2 separate regions of the Mus musculus genome follow, and region 2 is linked to region 1. A link is a contact called in public Hi-C data. All regions are on one chromosome and are shown on one strand. Each heading gives the region's core, a stretch centred on a gene start, on an enhancer-like site or on the middle of the called end of the contact. The rest is flanking DNA. Distances are from core to core; before and after follow the strand shown. Region 1 has its middle 8.1 kb from the start of Gm25138. Region 2 has its middle 160 kb from the start of Gm25138.

Region 1 (2,990 bases), core at 198-2,697:
AAAGTCTCAAATGACTACAAGGACTTTGGCTGCAAGGTCCAGCAAAAGTTCAGACTCTTTGTGATCAAGAGGAATGTCCAGGAAAGTTCATGACCACAAAATCCTACCACTAACTGAGGAGCTATTGGGATTTGATGGCTGCTGGGAGAGAGAAAGTCAATTTTGGGGTTTGTTTCCAGAGCAGACCCCAATCTCAAGTCTAACTGGGCAATACAAACTGGATTTGATGGGGAATGAACAGATTTTTTTTTAAGTAAGTTCAAAGTTTCATGAGAAGAGATGGGAAAGTTGATGGTGGTGGTAATAGGAGTTGAGGGCATGGAGAGGTTCAGAATATCCTTACTATGTGAAATTCACACACAGGTAATAAAAATTAGTATAAGGAATGGTTTATAGGGCTTGAGGATTGATACTGAGGTTTAATGAGAGAGGGAGTGGGGAGAGGAAGGAGGGAAGAAGTGGGGGAGGGGAGGGGTGAAAAGAGGGGAAGGGGAGAGGGAGAGGTGGAGAGAATGCTTCACAGAGCTGTAATGACCAAAAATTTGTATCCTGAATCCGTGGGCTGTTGAACATGCAGACTCAGGCTCCTTTCTTGATTTAAGAGAGTTTCTATCAACTTCTTCAGATGTCATTAATTTATAACATTGCTAATTGTCTTATATATCTTAAATGCTTTTTTGGCATTCTGTATAGAATTTTTTTAGAATTGTACGACTGGGTTTATGTGACTATTTTAAGACAGTCATCCTGTTCATATTTCCAGCACTCTGAGAAACATCCATTGCATTTGCTTCCATCCTGTTTACAACAGTCACCTGCTGAGTTTTCAGTCCACCAGGTTACTTTTTCACTTGGATGGGCGGGCGGGAGTATAAAGCCAGGACTATTGCAGTGGGATTTGGTTAAGACAAGGGATTAGAAGGGAAAGGTTCTCTTGGTAGCCTACATTCAGTGATTATATCTCACGCCCCTTACTGTTGGCTAATTCCTTCCTTGTATGATAATCACTCACCATCCTTCCTCTGTTGTTGGTTTATGATTCTGTGTGTGGACTCTTATGGAGCTGACAGGAGCAAGAAATGGAGCATAGAGCTTAATGCTTTGACTCATCTTGGGAGGTTTCAGTTCCTCTGAGGGGCATAGGCTCCTTGCTGTTTTCTTAGGGCATCCTGCTTTGTTAAGGTAGCCTTTCAGTCTCATGTGCTAAAGGGTGTCCATTCATTTTACTCAGTTTCAGAGAGTGTTTTCCTAGCCAGACCAGAGCACTGGAGCGCTGTCATGTCATAAGGTTACTCTGTTTACCATTCACTGAAGTCAAGGACCCTAGAACAACACTAAGCGAGCAACATTGTGTGGTCAGTTGCCACTGCTCAGCCACACAGACAGGTAAACCTGATTACTACTCTTCAGTCAGAGCTGAAGTTCACACAGCTGTGATGATCTAAGGTTTTGAGGCTAATATTTAAACCACTCACTAAAGCAGGGCACAATTCCAGGCACTCCACCCACTGATAAGAAATGAGGCAATCGTGCAGGCTTTTCTTTCATTCCTAGATGTGTGTGTGTAACATTTCAGGTTTGACTCCCTGACTCCTCTCTTCCACCTGTATTACGACTGGTGATGTGTTTTTGGCATGGAAGATAATTACACGACAGTGCCAGAGAGCGACTTCACTTACAGAGATGAAAGAAAAATTGATTGACATGGGGAAGAAAACATGAGAAACTGCAATAATTGGGGAAAATATGGGATACTCAGAAAAAGATTTGTTCTTCAGTCTTTGTATGTTAGCAAAATCAAAATGTTATGTTAAATAAAATTTTATCAAGTGCAATCTGATAATGTCAGTAATTTAGCTGGTTTGATAAAGTAGATTTTGTAGAGCTTTAAAGCTGGGTGTGGTGACTCACACCTATATTACCAGAATGTAGGTGGCAGATACTAGAGGACTGCCGCAAGTTCCAGGGCAGTCTGTGCTGCATGAGGAGGCTGTCCCAAGAACTAAAAGTTATTTTTTTTTTTAAACTGGTCTACAGAAAGATAATATGTTACCAGTATGGTTCATAATTTCCTATACTCTACTGGAAACTATAAGATTAAAAAAATCTGTTTAGGAATTATAGTTATGTACAATAAACAAAAGTTCATTTCTATTTCTTTTTTAAAACATGTTCTACTGGGATTAAAAAAAAAGATGGAAAACATCAGAAATGACAATGAGATATTTGAGTTCTTTCTAGAATGTTTAAGTCTAATTGTCCTAATTTAGCATAGTGATATGCTTGAACTCAACTCCTGCCAAAATGCATCATGTTATTAGAAAATGTTTATTGAACACTTGGAATTTGCTAGGCATTTGTTTAGAATATCTATCTATCTATCTATCTATCTATCTATCTATCTATCTATCTATCATCTATCTATCTATCATCTATCTTCTCATCCTGTGTCTTGGCAGTAAAGTATGGGTAATACTTGCTGAATTTTGGACTTACTAGAATGCAATCCACAGAATTTACATGTCTTATTGATCCCTGAGACTTAGTCGTAGGTATGTGTGTGTGCCAGACTTCAAAACACTTGCTTTGGTCAATGCTGTTTTTTAGTATTTTGTGACTATATTTTAATATTTGGGAATGTCATACAATTTATATACAATGTGGTTTTGGTCAAATCCTTCCCTTAATCCCTCCCATCTAATTCTTTGAAATCCCCATTCTACTTCTTCCTCTAAACCAAAGGCAAACATTTTTTTCAGTCTATGGAGTTGAATTTGTTCCACCAGTCCACGTGTGGGTGTAGAGCCATCCACTGGCACATGGGCAGCCTACTAGGGCTGTCTCCCTTATGAAAATTTATCCCCCTTCTCCAGTAACCAGCAATTGGCTTTAGCTTCTCAGTTATGAGTGGGACTGCCTGAGTCTTACCTACTACTCATACTGGGTCTTTAATTATGAAGAACACAGAACTTGAGAGTGTAATGATTCTT
Region 2 (3,020 bases), core at 204-2,703, 150 kb after region 1:
AACGCTGCTCTTTTTTAAGTTGGAAAATAAGCTATGTGTGGTGGCTCAGGCCTGTATTCTCAAAACTCAGAAGGTTGAGACAAGTTTAAGCTACTCAGGGTGGCTCCAATCCAGCCTGAGGTATAGTGAAAGGTTTGTTGTGTCATTCATAAATAAATAAATAAATAAATAAATAAATAAATAAATAAATAAATAAATAAATAAATATGTTAGAAAATGTAGATCCTGATCAAATGATGGTGAATAGTCAGAAATATCTAGAAATTAGAAAATAGACGCTCTTGGATTTTCTAAAAAGTAAGATAGCTCTGATAACTTGGGTTTTGGTTCAGTGAAACCTACATTGGAATTCTGATCTATAAAGTTACCTAATTCATTGCCTGACTCAAAGCTGGCAACCAATAAATGCTCAAATGGGTAAATAGATGGACCTAGTGTCTATGAAAAATGAGAATGACTTCGGGTAAACAAAAATATAGTCTATCTGCCACTCAATTACAACAAATGCCAAACTTTTGTTATCACAACTAGTCTCTTGTTAAAGCTTGCACGGTGATTAGTGTGATAGTTGGATTTTCATTGCTGTGGCAGAAAAACATGATCAAACACCTTCAGAAAAAATGAATTTATGTTGGCTATGGTTTCTAAGATTTCAATCAATCATAGTGGGACAGGAGAACAGAGCAAAGCAGCTCACATCATGGTGACCAGAAAACAGAGAGAGGTGGGAAGGACAGACAGGCATTTGTGCTAGTGAGCTTTCTCTGTTTTTCTCTCTATTATTTTGCCCAAGGCCATATCTCACATTCATTCTATCTGAAATCACCTCACAGACACATAAAGTGATGAACTTTAGTAATCTCTGGGTGTGCCTCAATATAAGAAGCTGATGACAAAGATTAACCACTGCAATTGGGTATGGGCATGGCACTGATTATCCTTATGGTAATAGGTGAGATAACTTCAATGAGATTTGCAAATTCTGAACCTTGATACCTGAATTTTTATTAAGGCTTCTTCCACTACAGAAGTATCCTTTCCATCCTTGACTATAATAGCCTATCCTTGTCTGAAGGAGCACTGTCCTCTCCTCTCCTGGTGTAGATTTTGTCCCTACAAATGCTTATCCTACTCAAAACTTCCTTTACCACTATGGCTTCTGAATTTACATTTCAGCAAGTTACTCCCCCAAAAATTTAAAGTGTGACTCACAGATTTCAATGCACAACCAAAATATGTAGGATTTTCTCCATTAATATTGGCAGGGTCCATGGGATGTTCATGAAGCTGTGTCTTGTGAGTGACGTGTCACAGGAATGCAAGGTCAAAGTTGAAGGAATATAAAAATGGATGGGGCTGCACTGATTAATGCAAACCCACTAAGAAAGGATTTCATATTCACTTGCTCAGCCTCCACAGAAGACAGATGGCTCTTAGTCAATGACTGGCTTATCATAAACATTATCAAGTAATTGCTGCTCCCGCATCAGTGGAGTTTCACTGCCAGACAAAACCAGCTTGTCCTCTGGAACCTGCCGTGCAACTATTGATCTGGCAAAGATGATTGTTTTTCTACACCTGTTAGTGAAGGCCATCAAAGCTAATTTGTTTTCAGCTGGCATGGCCAGCAATACATTCTGTCTATTCTATCTCTGGGTTGTATCAACACTCACTATCTCATCATTCACTCTTCAGGGACCCTGCTTACTGCACATTCTGAGGGAATCATGCTGATCCATTACATTAATGAAATTTCACTGATTGGATCTGATAAGCAGGAGAGAGCAACTAATCTGCAAGCATTACTAAAACACTTAAATGCCAGGGTAGGCAGTAAATCCCAAAAGAACTCAAGAGTATGCCACTTCAGAGAAATACCTCCCATAGTGAAGAATAAATTGCTTCACATGGCTTCTCCTAACAGATAAAGATATCATATCTATTGGAGCTAGTTAAAGTTAAGAAGCCACATGTAGCTCATTTATGCATTCTATTCCAACCCTTCCTGGGGGAGCTCTGAGCTCCCAGTTGAATTATATGATAAACATACTCAACAATACTAAAAATATTAGTAGCAGGTAAGGCTTCCATTTAGAGCCCTCTGCAAATCATAATACAGAATTTTAGGGCTTAGAGCATCTGTCATTCCACATGGAAAACAATTCTCTTCTTAAGCAATACATATTAGGCTGTGACTGGGTTCTACCCATGCCCCTTGACCAGATCATGATATGATCTGTACTACTAACCCTGAACTGGGTCATTGTTTGACCAACCAAGATTCAGAGTCTACAACTTCATCAGAAAAGAAAAATATGATGTACATGGAACTGTGTGCCAGTATGTCCACAAGTAATTTATATGTGGCCCATTCCTACATTCTGTTTATGTTCCACTACACACATACTAACATGAAGTCTATACCCATGAAATATATTGACTTCTTCTGACTGATTGAATTTAAAAACTCAAATTTTGTTCAACAATAGTTCTATGCTATATCCATCTATTACTGAAAGAGGACTCTCACAGCTCTGTGGCCTCACTCTGGATCAGCTCCACAGGAACGTGGTGAAGGTAAAGACACTAAGTAAGCAGAACTTGGAGCAATGGACTTGGTCATTTTCCATTAAAAATAGGAACTTACAGCTGTTTGACTGGTAGTTTGACTGAAAGTTCAAAGCTTACAAGGACAGTTAGAAAACTGAACAGCAGGGTATCTGAGAAGTACATGGGAAGATCTGAAAGGGCAGAGGCGGGCGAAGACATTAGTGTCTCATGTGATCCTCACAAGATAATGGCCTCCTCCAATGACTTGTGCCTCAGCAATTAGGTGGTTTGATGATTTCCTCCTGGAGCATCAGTATTTTCCCACCCATGTGTTTCTCTTCTGTGTTTCTCCAGTGGGCTCATGAATAGATACTAACTGTGACATCAGGTTGGAGATTATACATCCAAACTCAACATCAGGCACTTCCATCCACTCAAGGCAGAAATTGGCCAAACCCCAAACTTAACTT

The links. Hi-C and Micro-C count contacts between places; a contact is called where the count stands out from the background.
Region 2: a Hi-C map of epidermal suprabasal cells shows a contact between it and region 1, with 3 times the contacts expected there. The contact joins two enhancer-like sites. A contact is called at or near these places in 6 of 39 promoter capture datasets (the 3T3-L1 cell line, 3T3-L1-derived adipocytes, embryonic stem cells and 1 more), 1 of 484 Hi-C or Micro-C datasets (epidermal suprabasal cells), 3 of 115 datasets of contacts at active chromatin or transcription factors (bone marrow-derived macrophages, embryonic stem cells and pancreatic cancer cells) and 2 of 9 other capture datasets (adipose tissue and pancreatic islet).

What each region holds. Positions count from the first base shown.
Region 1 is chr8:82,415,699-82,418,688 of GRCm38.p6, forward strand. No RefSeq gene overlaps it. Among named protein-coding and RNA genes, the nearest start is that of Gm25138, 8.1 kb to the left of the region's middle. Within about 2 kb of position 1,448, at least 33 of the 459 cell types and tissues checked have an H3K27ac peak or open chromatin away from gene starts, as enhancers often do. A contact at or near this core is called in epidermal suprabasal cells, where this site is marked.
Region 2 is chr8:82,563,243-82,566,262 of GRCm38.p6, forward strand. No RefSeq gene overlaps it. Among named protein-coding and RNA genes, the nearest start is that of Gm25138, 160 kb to the left of the region's middle. Within about 2 kb of position 1,454, at least 1 of the 459 cell types and tissues checked has an H3K27ac peak or open chromatin away from gene starts, as enhancers often do. A contact at or near this core is called in epidermal suprabasal cells, where this site is marked.